Regions from separate parts of the Bombyx mori genome. Here region 2 is linked to region 1. Evidence: chromatin contacts called from public Hi-C data. All regions are on one chromosome and are shown on one strand. The core of a region is the stretch at or near the end of the contact, and the rest is flanking DNA. Distances in the headings are between cores, read along the strand shown. Region 1 overlaps LOC101742143 (WD repeat-containing protein 43). Region 2 holds the start of LOC101742002.

Region 1 (6,305 bases), core at 2,305-4,804:
GATAGTATTTCTTTGTCGTGGAAGTATTTCGTGAACGTCAGTTAAGTACGTATTTCATTAGAGTATATTGGTACCTGCCTGCTAGATTCGAAGACCGGTGTAATTGCTTCGCTCAATACGAGTTCGACGTGCAAACTAACCCATAGACACAAGCCACTTACTCGTCGGATCTCCTCAGTGGGTCGCGATTCCGATGCGCTAGTAGCTTCTGTGAAGCACTGCTCTTGCTAGGGCTAGTGTTAGCAATTTTTTTCAAGTTGAGTCCGTGAGCTGTGAGAGTAGTTGGAGTAATAGTGCCTTTAGGTTGCCAGTGATTTGGTAGGGGGAAATAAAAGTATACCAGACGTCTTATCCTTCAGACCAAGACGGCTTCTCACGGCGTTTTCATTTAGAAAGAGATTAGTCATCATTACATTCATTGTATTAGGAATGTTTCATTTTTGGGTCAATCGTGCGAAGTTAAACTTATAAGTACGTAATAAAGATTGTAATGCAGATAAGCTTGCATTGGATTAATGCAGTTCTGAAACTTGGTAGTAAACAAATTATTTAAATCATCCAGGGTTTGGGTTTAATTTTAAATTGAAAATGAAACTGTGTGAATAGTCACGAATTTTTGTTTACTAAAACAAACTCTACTTCAATGTTTTATGAGATTCTCAAAAGGGAAACTTAGTAAGCTTCAATTATTGGATCTTTAGGTCAAAAGAAACCAAGCCAGCACAGGTCTTCATCGGCGTTAGCCACAAAGGAGGTGGAATTCTCCAACTGGAAGAAGCGTTCTTCCTATGACCCGATGAAGGCGGCCCAGGAAGGCAGGAGACGGCAACAGATGTCGAAACGGCAGGAAAATAAGGACGACCTCAGTTCCCCTAGGTGAGACGCTCTTTCACTGTTTAACATTGAATCATAAATGTTTGAAATATCCTGTCTAGTCTTTTCCACAAATCTGTCGATTGGATGAAGTCAAAACTAGTCTTGTAATGTTTATGGATGATTTTGTTTTTCTTAACTACCCTCTAAGATTGCTCTGTGATTCAATAACTCGCATTAGAGTCTTCGTTGGGATAGAACATCACCAAAAGCAGACGGAGGCAATTACGATTTCGCGTATATTGATGTTTCTCTATAGATATAGATATTCTCTATAGATGTTGCCCTATAGCCGGAAGCCTCCTAGGTAGCGCATTAACAATAATTGTGTCCACTTCTGGAACGATGGGCCAAGGGATAGTTTAATAGATCGTTGGAGTGGTCTCTCACCGAATCTTCTCAGTGGGTCGCGTTTCCGATTCGGTAGTAGATTCTGCGAAGTGCTGCTCTCGCTAGGGCTAGTGTTAGCAACATTGTCAGGTTTGAGCCCCGTGAGCTCACCTACTCGCTCGGTTACGCTGGCATAGCCTCTCAAGGCTACCTACCAGCTTGGGTAGGTAAAAAAACCTGCTATTATTCCAGTCACTCGTCTCCGGTGCATCGATCGCAGTCGTTCCACACGACCAATATAGCGGATCTGACCCTGGACTACACCTCCGAGGAGTCCGAAGACGACCTCCACGCGTTACCGGTCGACCCTATGATCACGTCCACGCACTCCGACATCGTCGAGCTGAGGTCCAGGGACTGCCACAGTCTGAGGAGACAGGCCCTGAACAGTGACGTGAAGCTGGGCAGGAGTTATGTGGCTAATTTTCAGGTACGGCCAATTGTTGTTTAAAATCGAAGTCCTTTTTTTATTGCTTGGATGGGTGCACGAGCTCACAGCCCACCTGATGTTAAATGGTTACTGGAGCCCATAGACATCTACAACGTAAATGCGCCACCCACCTTTCAGATATAAGTTCTAAGGTCTCAAGTATAGTTACAACGGCTGTCCCACCCTTCAAACCGAAACGCATTACTGCGTCACGGCAGAAATAGGCGGGGTGGTGGTACCTACCCGCGCGGACTCTCAAGAGGTCCTACCACCAGTAAAAAGTAACGAAGTGCCCTTGTTGGCACTCCGTTAGGGTTGGCACTAAATGAAAAAATCACTTTTGTTTGGTCCACAATTTTAACACCAGTTCTGCACGCCATATTAGGGGTGGTTCCAATGCTATTTATGGTCATCACATCGCGTATTCTGCTGCCTCAAAAGAAAGCTTTGAAGTGTCGATTGCTTTGATACAAGTTATCTTCGACTATTCAAAGTAGAAGGCAAGTTTTGTGGTAATGCACGGTCATTCGACCCCAAATTAGTATTCCTTGTGTTATAGGTACCAGAGATAGACATACATACTTATATACATTTAAATATATACACATATAAATAACTAGCTGTACCCGACCGCTTCGCTGGGCATTTAAAATTAACATTATTATTTCTCACCCCCACAAAGATTCTCATCATTAACGCCCCCGCAACTGGTGTAGGGAGTCCAACCCTCATATAAATGTTAACCTATCCATTAAGTACATATTGTATTTTCTACATGGATACCAAGTTTCAAGTCAATCAGATGCACGGTTCAGTAGTTATAATGGAACATCCGTAAAAACCACTGTAGATTTATATATTAGTATAGAAGTATAGATAATCACCCAGACAAAGGGAAAACAAATCTGTTCATCACACGAATGCTTGTCTGATGTAGGAATTGAATCTACGATCGCTAGTCGCAAGTCATTTGTCACCAATCCACCTAATTTTTTTTTATTGCCCTTGTAAGCAGACGAGCATACGGCCCACATGATGGTGAGTGATTACCGTCGCCCATGGACTTCAGCAGAGCCAAGCCGCTGCCTACCGAAGCCATATCTCATTACCTCACCCTGAATATGAATTAATTACAGGTGAACCAACAGGCGGACAAGAAAAGGCGGGAACAGGACAAAAGAAAGACGTTCATATTGGATGACGTCACGCCCACCAAAGAGAATATAGACTTCATTACAAAGACAAGAGACGATGTCGCCATAGACAAGAGGAGAACTTTTGTTCTAGACAGCGACACAAACTCCACCACAAACGGCAGCAGTCCAAGGAACTCTTCTATATTTAGTCATGAAAAAGTAAGACATTTAATTTAATTTTTACGTTCCTATTTTTATTTATAACGCATTTCCGTAAATTAATATATTATGCTTTTTCCCGAAAGTCCCGATAAAAAAATATGACTTAGATTATTTCGGCACGACCTCTTTTAACTCTTTACTTATATCTGTTATTTAAAATAGGTAATGATTGCAGTAATTTCAAACGATTATGATCTGATTTGCGCATGCGCATCTATCAGTTGTCAAAGCATCCGTCGCCATGACACCAATTAGACAGTTACGATGAGAAATTACATAATTATTTTTTTACTTAAGCTGGTAACCTGGGTCCTAGGGGGTAATGCCAGCGTAACCGGACGTTTAGGTGAGCTCACGGGGCTCAAACCTGAGCGATCACTGAATGAGTATAGTCAGAACACGCTCTGATATACAAAAACAAACTGCCAATAATACTGGCCGGTACGAACGTCAGGTGATGTGAGGTCACACGAAATGAAGCTGCGTTTAGTCGCGTGCGAGTACTCGCCCACTCGCTAAACTATAATTCGAATCTAGTTTAACGACATCCCCGAACACTGGACGTAAGGAATATCTTCCACTGAGCTGGTGATATTGCTCGGTAGACCGACTGTTCCAACGTTGTTGTTCGGAACTTGTATATATGAGTTGTCTATTATCAAAGGTGGCAATCTGTGCATTTGGATAAAAAAATCTTATTGATATGTCAATACAGATTGATTTGAATATAATCGTCTCCTTCAAAGAATACGGTTCAAAACCTGCATTAAATAAAGGTTAATACTTAACCTGTTATTTATCTAAGATGTCGTTCAGAAGAGTTTTGTGACTGCCAATGGAATACAAAGTCAATAATTCGTTTTTCTGATTTACCAATAATTGTCCAAAAGTCACATTGCCGGCTTTGATAATAATCGACTCATATGCAAGCTTATCTTGATAATGTCGTAGGCGGTAACCACAAAAATTAATCGGAGCAAAGCGTAAGTGGGCGTCGATGCGGGTAGGCTCTGACTGAAGTCAGCGCGCTGCTGTGCGCGGACGATGACCTACCGGCCTGATGTTACAGCAAACCGGTTTTCTGTGCGTGTGTCCAATGTAGCCGACTGGTGCGCATCGACACGGCTAAAATTTGTATCGGAATAAAAATGTAGATGTGTGGTGTATGTAAATGTGTCTAAGTGTAAAATAATATGTGGGAGTATAGACCACATTGGTGTTGCTAGATTATAGGACTGTTTCTTTGCAGCACTCCTTGACGACTGGTACTAGCGACACGGAGGGCGAGAGTGGAACAGAGAGTGCTCCTGTGGTGTTGAGGCACGCGGGCGCAAAGAGAGGCACCGTCCCTCCCAAACAGAGGTAAATTTAACTCATTCTATAGCTAAACTAGTTCATGATCTATATTCCGTTTATGTTACATTGATTGCTAGTTGTTTTTGTGAATCATTAAGTGTTTAATTACTGGTGGTAGGATCTCTTCTGAGTCCGCACGGGTAGGTACCACCGCCCTGCCTATTTCTGCCCTGAAGCAGTAATGCGTTTCGGTTCGAAGGGTGGGGCAGCCGTTGTGACTATACTAAGACCTTAGAACTCATATCTCAAGGTGTGTGGCGGCATTTACGTTGTAGGTGTCTATGGTAACCACTTAACACTAGGTGGGCTGTGAGCTCGTTCAACCATCTAAAAAAATGCGGATTTTTTATTTAAATTACCCAAACTCAAGGCTGGGAATAAAAAATATTGCCATAATTAAAAAGAAAAAAAAAACTCCCCAAACAGGTACAGCGGTGATTTCTCGATGACCTCGTCCACCACGTCGATATCGCAGAAGAAGCCCAAAGACATCCAGCCCCGTTACATGGATATCTCGAAGTACAAAAATGACACCTCCCCGAAGAACTTCCTGAGGAGGGACCCCAGCAAGACCTACGTTGGTGTTCTGGGCGAAACCAAAATCAGCCGAGGAAGCGCGCAGCATTATGAAATGGGTGAGCAGGGTAGTACTGAGATTAGTAGTAGTAGTAGTAGACAGTAGTAGATACTAGGTAATCAGTCTATTGGTGGCATTGCCAGGTCTGTACTACTAGTGCCATCTACATATATCAGGAAGAAAACAAACTTTCTAGTTCGTTTTTGAGGGTAGTCGTTCAATAACTGATTCGAGTATCTTACATTTACCTCTCTAGGTGGAATTAAGAGATGCGTTTTAACTGTTTATTTTTCTCCTTGAAGAGATTATAATAATAATAATAAACCTTTTATTTCCTACTAAATACTTTAACATTTATTAACAAGTATGAGAACTTAACTAATTTAATACACTTTGGTAGTTTTATATGGAAACCTAGTATTGGGTAAAGGCCTCCTCCAAAGATGCCCAATTGTCTTCTCTCCTATGCGATATTTTTCCAGTTTGGACCGGCTGTCCTTATAATCTCATCTTCCCAACGAGTCAACGGTCTACCTCTATTCCTTTTACCTAGTGGGCCTTTCCAAAATGTCGTTTTTGTGAAGAGATTAGCACCTACAAAACAAAGATTCATTGCTTGTCACTTTAAATAATATTATGTAAGAAAAAAGATTTTTTTTTAAATCTGAAATCTAGCAAAGCAATGTGGAGCGTATAGCCTCGAAATATATTTTTTTCAACAAAAGTAAATTGCAAAGGCTATATTACGTTTTGAGCATTAAACTGATGTTATTAAGCAGTTAATAGTGGTCTACATTGTAGGGTTTGATATGTTAGAGTTGCTATTTACATGATTGACTAAGGTCGTAGTATACTGAAAACATCGTAATAGCATATTATTCACAGAACAAAAGAAACAAGAGTTAGAGAAGTGGAAACGACGAGCTTCTTACGATCCGAGGAAGGCGGCCGCGCTCGGGAAGACCAGCAAACCGGCTCCGAAGACCGCCAGGTTCGATTACTGAGATTTCCCACAATACTGTAGAAATTCGTTTGATTGGCAACACTAAAAACGCTATAGGCTAACTTAGCCTTAACATTGTCGTATGATTTGCGTGTTTGATTCAAAATTCAGTTTCGTAATTGACTTTGATTCTTTCTTGAATGTCTTTGGTATATCAAATTTGTATCTGTTGATTAATTGCCGTAAGCTTCGAACGGACGAGTATTCAGATAACTTGTTTGTACTTGTGAAGAGTTCGTCTTGGAACTTTCTCGAAAGTATTCGGCTTAATAATTTCTCATTTTTGTGAGTACAGTGTATTTATCTATATCTCCGAAT
Region 2 (6,305 bases), core at 1,719-4,218, 45 kb before region 1:
ACTTGGTATTAAGTGGATACCGGGGGCCTATAGACATGTACAATGTAAATGCCACCACCACCTTGAGACTCCAGTTGTAAGGTCTCATTTTAACAGTACAACGGCTGCCACGCCCTTCAATCACGTTACTGCTTCACGGCAGAAATAGGCAGGTTGGTGGTACCCGTGCCGACTCACAATAGATATACACTCTATACATAGACATCACTATGTATGCTGTTATATATTATTCTTTATTATTCACTAAAAATGTTATTTACTTAAGAAGGCAATTACTTTTCAATGTTGATTTTTTCCATAAGATAGCAATTAATATTATCAAGTGAACATTACTTTCATCAATATTATATTAAGACTGAGAATAATTAAATGGTTTTCATTAAAATTACAGTTGAGTAAACATTTTCCTATCATCTAGTAGATTACAGGAGTCCAGGGGCATTATCTGTCCGAGCAACCTAGCTAAGGCATAGTTACAAGTCTAAACTAAATCTGATACTGATACACTTGTTTATTAAACCATATATTAGCTATTGCTTTTCAAAGTACATTATATTCCATACTATGATACTCTAGTAAAAGTAAATATCAAGCACTTAAACATATGAAAATATAGCTCACCTGATTGTGTGGTATAATTTTTATGGCGTTTATATTGCTCCCCTGCTTCGTATTATTTTCAATAGAAATATTATAGGTTTGTTTAACTGAACCATCTTCTATGTTCCACTCATAGACTCTACTGTCCTTAGTACAGCTGTACAAACCGTATTTTCTACTCCAATCCAGGGCGGTCACTTTAGCGCTAAAATGTTTGGCGGGCACCCAAACATTTATTATTTTCGCTTGACTTATTGAGTATATTAACAGTTTACCATTTGTAGTGCCTAATACTATGCATTGGGACTCATTTTCGTTTGTACTCGCATTTGAATTGCTTCGGTTCCCTTTTAAGTTCGACTGCGAAAACAATGTTAGCTTTGAGGTTATGTGTGTATTTACTTACACGTAAATAAATGGGAAATGTTTAAAAATTTTAAAGTTCTAACTTTATTATGTACATTACAGGTTAGTATTGTAGTTTACTATCAAGATTTATGTCTATTTCATTATGTTATTTTGGTATAACCACGTGTTTTTCACTTACAACTGATTGACTGACGGTTGTCCACTGTAGGCAAGTAGGAGGTGATGTTAAGTGAAGATCAGGTGTGTATTCCTGTTTGAGTACGTTGGTCTCCGTATCCCATATCTTAAGTCTGCCATCTTTAGTAATTGTCGAATAGTATTTCCCGTCTTCGGAAAACATAGCTTCTGCCATGTTTCATTGCTTCCGAACTGGTTTCATTGACACTAGAATTGTACTATCTGTGACTGAAACGAGTAGGTAGTTGACAGTTACATAAACATAATTTATGACATTAGTGACCACAGAGTCACAGACTGCTAAGGACATACTGTCTGTAGAGCTAGCGTAAATCGGTGAAGTTATCTTTAATCTATAGCTAATGTTTTTGATGTTAATTCTTAAGTGACGAATAATAGGTCACACTTTTATTAGAGTTAATTATGATTAGACGGAGAATACGGTTCTCGTTTTTATTAGTTTTAGAGCTTCAAACTAGATAGCAACAAAGTAAGCTTTCTTTTATGCCAACTTTTTTAAACCATCCCCTTTCGCCGTCACCTTAGTTTCTGAACATTTTTTTCTTAGTAGTTCTTAGCTTTGAAAAATAAGATCACTTAAGCAAAGCAAAAGAAGTTGTTATTTTCTACCAAGTGGGTATTCTGCTAGGTAGACCAACGGCCAGAAAGTTGTTATAGTTTCTTAAAATTGGTGTTGGCGAGAGTTTTGAGAAATCCATGTGGATTCTCCCCTGAAACCGAGGGTGTTGGTAGTGACTATGGTGTTATGGAGCTGAGAGTAGATTGCAAGTGCTAATATCAAGTCCGGAGTGAGTGGACACTGAGATGGAATATAGTATCAGTACTGTAATTCCACGTAGGCAAGGAAGCTCATTGTGAGTAGGATGGTTCTGAAAAGGCTTTAATGTTAGCCTGCTGCGAGATTAATGTGATTATGTATTTACTTGGTTGCATGAAGGAGCAGAGATGCGGGAGATGAGACAGTCGTTCTAATCCTCCTCCTTAGATCTAGAATTTTGGGGGAGACGTGGTGTTGACGGCATATTATAATAATAGTCGCCAGTCGTGCCGCCTCAGCCTCTTCTCTTGTGTCTTCCTGTTCCATGTCCTTTAATTTCATTCGAGTTTATTATAATTTTAGATAAATCATTCCCCTTCACGTAACTTCGATTGAATTAACCTCATTTAACAAATTATGTTTTAATAAAATACAACTTGGCGAATAGATAAAAATACAGGCCATTAAATAAATGCGCTTATGTATTAATATGTTCTTTTTTCGGTGCGTACGAGATAAAAATTAAAGGAGATTTTTTTAGAGATTTTGCCGCCGAGTAACGGGTAACAAGTTTATGGCTATTTTCACGTTTCTCTCATATCTTTTTGATTTTTGAAATGAAATGAGTTTTAGTTGATTAATTGGAGCCTTAAATCAATTAGGATATAAATCAATGAAATGAGCTGAGATGGGATGAAACAAAGTTACAGTAAAATCGTGGTTATTTGCAGAGATTTGTCTAAATATATATACATTTATATAATTGTATTTTATAATTAATTCAGCTCAAAAAGTGTTAATCTGATTTTTAAAAGTTAGTAACACATTTTCTGAACGAAAGTGTTCCCAAGAATAAAATATGTTTAAATTTCTAAAATCAAAACACATCTTAGAATAGGCTTCCTAAAAACCTTAATTTTAAAAATAATTTGTTTCGTTTACAATATTCTTTACTTACTAGAATAAAATCTAGAACAAGGAAAAATAATACAAACGTTAGGATTGTGGTTAGTGTTGCTTCCATGACCTTAATTAGTAAACACCTGTCACGTTGAGTGACATTTATTGGAATTCGGATTGTGAATCGGGCTGACTCGCTCGCGTTTGTACTCCGCGAATGTAGGTGGAGCTCGTTACGATTTTATTTCATTTATTTAACGCTCTCGTTCCACTTTTCCAAGCGACAGTTTCTTTTTTAAATATTTACGTTAATATTTTCTTAATTAGTGTTTTCCTAGTGCTATATTGTGATTGTGAAACAAAGCGTTGCGTGATAGTTCAGTGTTATGATGTCATGATTATTCTATTCGAATCCTTGGTGAAACATGAGTGTCAGTGTCGAGGCGGACGTTCCGAGCCCTGTGTCCGATGGGCAGAGTACGACCTTGGATCCGACGTTGTCGAAATCATCGTCGGAAAGCCAAAGTTTGAAAGATGAGATTGAGGTAGGTCAGGATGAGAAATCCGAATCTAGCACGCCCAAAATTCACCCGATGGCCTTCACGATCGACTTTGGAGAGAGCAAACCTGTCGACAATCGCAGACTTGAGCAGTTGGCTAAGAAGTCTCAGGCGCGTCATCAGAGAGTTCAGTCTATGTCCGCAAGTCTAACTAGGCAGAGCCCCACAGCCCAGCGTCCACCTATGAGCGCTAAACTCCCTCGAAAGACCCAGGGTTACAACTCGGAAGGTTACTTCTCATCAGACCAGGAGGATAGTGGTCTATCAGGTTCTATCAAAATTCGTAACTCCTTAGCTCAAAACCCAGCACATACTAATAGTCCTATAACAAACAGGCACATAAAATCTCCTGTCAATGATGCACACACAAAACATGCCTCAAAAAGTCCTATAGTTGACAGTATAATGTCAAGAAGTGATAATTATTCATACTTGTCTCGGCAAGCTCTTAATCTTCCTCTAAAGAGCAACACATATTCAAAGGAAATGCATCGTACACCAAGTTACAATAACCTTTATCAAACAAGACCAGTGACACATATAGTAGATGAAAGTCCTGAAGCAGTCCTTCTCACAGACATATCTAGCCCGGAACTTGACATATTGACCCCTGACAATGGGGTGCCCACTCCTGAGCACTATAAAAGTCCATCAACAAGAAAAGGCCGTGCCACATCAGAGACACCTGACCTATTCAAGAAGTGCATGATAAAAGAAACATTGTATATTGATGATGAAGTTGATAGGGAATCTAATAACTCCTCGACCGGTACATACACCATTGAAGGAGATAATTATACGGAAGAGCAGAAGGCCAGAATGAGCATTGACAGAAATTTTGATACAAAATTGATCAAGGATGAAGAAATATTTAAACAACGTAGTAGAGACCCTGAATTGATTTTAGACTTCACACAGAGAGTGATCACAAAAGAGCCAAGAAGAGATACATATCTCAGGAGTCCAGTGGAAGCAAATAAAGGTTTTAATGTCCCCAAAGTATCTAAAGACAAAAATGTTCTAGAGATCTCTTGCTGTTATGAATCGCCCACTGAGAATGATCTTGCAACACAAACATCTAAGCAAATTAAATCGACTAGAAGCTACTTAGAGAAAATAAAGAATAGAGTGAGAACTATAACTGAGAAAACTTTTGCAAAATCACCACCGATCCACGGCGAAGAACCAGATTTCGGGAGTTTCACTTCTGTGACAACTTCAGGGGTGTTAAGTTCGAAAAACCCTTCGAAATTGGTCACGTCATCAGGGAGGCGATGTAGCTTAACTAAATCAGAAATAGACCAAACTGACTATATACACAGATTGTCAAGGGAGTCATCAGTACCTGTTTCTTTACCGAGCTCTAAACTGAAGTTAGAAAATGCAGAATTTGAAAGCTCAGCATTGAGAAATGCTCAGAAGGCCATGAGGGATGATAGCGGAGTGTCTTCTGATATAACACCAGATCAGGCTGTCGGTCAACTGTCTTATATATCAATGAACCGGTGCAAGGGTGACAAGACCTGGATTCACGACTGGGCAGAGAGTGTCAAGAAGTATAACAATAACATGGCCACTGGATCTTATGCTAACACTGATTGTGATCGTCCTCCTCTCAGCCCTCGACATATCAGTAAACGTGAGTATAAAATTTTTACAATTTTCATTGTTATAGACAAGTTAAAGTGCTCGCAATCACTTCATTTCTAGCAGGCTGGAATGTCATAGACATCTTGATGTAAATTCACCACTTAAGTTAAGATACAAGTTTGAAGTATGATTTGTATTACAAGTCCCATCTTTTAAACCTCTTGTACTGTTAAAAGTGTGACCTTGGAATTCATGTCAGGGGCCGTGAGCTTGTCCATCCAGTTAAGCAAAAAAATAAGAAAAAAATACCCATAATGCTTAACTGTTTTCTGTGCATCTGAGTTTTTTTAATTGAACTTTTACTATCGTGAAAATGGTTACGGAGAGTATTATATCTAACAAATAAACTTTCACAAACTTCAAGGCGTTAACATGGAAATTTGCTCAAGTATGGATGGATGACTTTGATTATGATTCCATAAAACTGACCTAACAACCTGATCAGAATAATAACATGATAAGTTTAATTTTTTATTTGGTACTAGATATTACTATTTATAGTAATATCTATTTATAGTATTATAGTAAAATATTATAGTAATAACTATTTATAGTAATATCTATAATACTATTTATAGATATTATTTAGAACCAGGGTCAATAGACATCTGATTGTCGGAGGTCATTTTAGAGTTTGAAAGTAATAACTTGTATCCCGGTAACAACACATGAATAAAAATTTCAAACTTTTTCATTTATGTACTACTTGAAGTCATAGTGGCCTAAAGGATAAGACTACTGGTGTATTTGTATCGTACGATGCGACTGCGTTCGCATTTATCCAAGGATTTTTTTATTTTTTTTATTGCCTAGATTGGTGGACGACATCACATTTCTTTTGGTGTTAAATGGTTACCGGAGCCCATAGACATCTACAACGTATATGCCGCTACCCACCTTGAGATAAGAGTTCTCAGGTCTCAGTATAGTTACAACTGTTGCCCCATCCTTCAAACCGAAACGCATCCACTGCTTCACGGCAGAAATAGGCAGGGTGGTGGTACCTACCGGTGCGGACTCCCAAGAGGACCTACCACCAGTATTGAAATGAACATGAGCACAGAAATAGATGTACTAAACCACAATATTCACGAACGAATTCCACAATGAAGATATTATTGTACTTAATTACATTGCTGCATATAGCCCACTGAGTTTCTCGCCGGATCTTTTCAGTGGGTCGTGTTTCCGATCCGGTGGTAGATTCTGCGAAGCGCTACTCTCGCTAGGGTCAGTGTTAGCAACACTCCGGATTGAGCCGCGTGAGCTCA

What was found. Hi-C and Micro-C count contacts between places; a contact is called where the count stands out from the background.
Region 2: a contact with region 1 is called in a Hi-C map of midgut, with 2.3 times the contacts expected there. The contact joins the promoter of LOC101742002 here to the enhancer-like site in region 1. A contact is called at or near these places in 5 of 7 Hi-C or Micro-C datasets (middle silk gland, midgut, posterior silk gland and 1 more).

What each region holds. Positions count from the first base shown.
Region 1 is chr24:7,750,075-7,756,379 of ASM3026992v2, reverse strand. All of the region lies in intron 1 of LOC101742143 (WD repeat-containing protein 43), which reads right to left. It overlaps LOC101742002, which reads left to right. Exons shown (of 10, transcript XM_012697484.4): 4 at 702-876; 5 at 1,456-1,693; 6 at 2,830-3,048; 7 at 4,301-4,413; 8 at 4,834-5,042; 9 at 5,870-5,975. Among protein-coding and RNA genes, the nearest start is that of LOC101742143, 13 kb to the right of the region's middle. Within about 2 kb of position 3,554, at least 3 of the 8 cell types and tissues checked have open chromatin away from gene starts, as enhancers often do.
Region 2 is chr24:7,794,680-7,800,984 of ASM3026992v2, reverse strand. It overlaps LOC101742002, which reads left to right and starts at 2,968. Exons shown (of 10, transcript XM_012697484.4): 1 at 2,968-5,023. The coding sequence starts at 3,250. It overlaps LOC101742143 (WD repeat-containing protein 43), which reads right to left. Exons shown (of 12, transcript XM_038019963.2): 2 at 1,148-1,374; 3 at 622-960. The coding sequence starts at 1,321.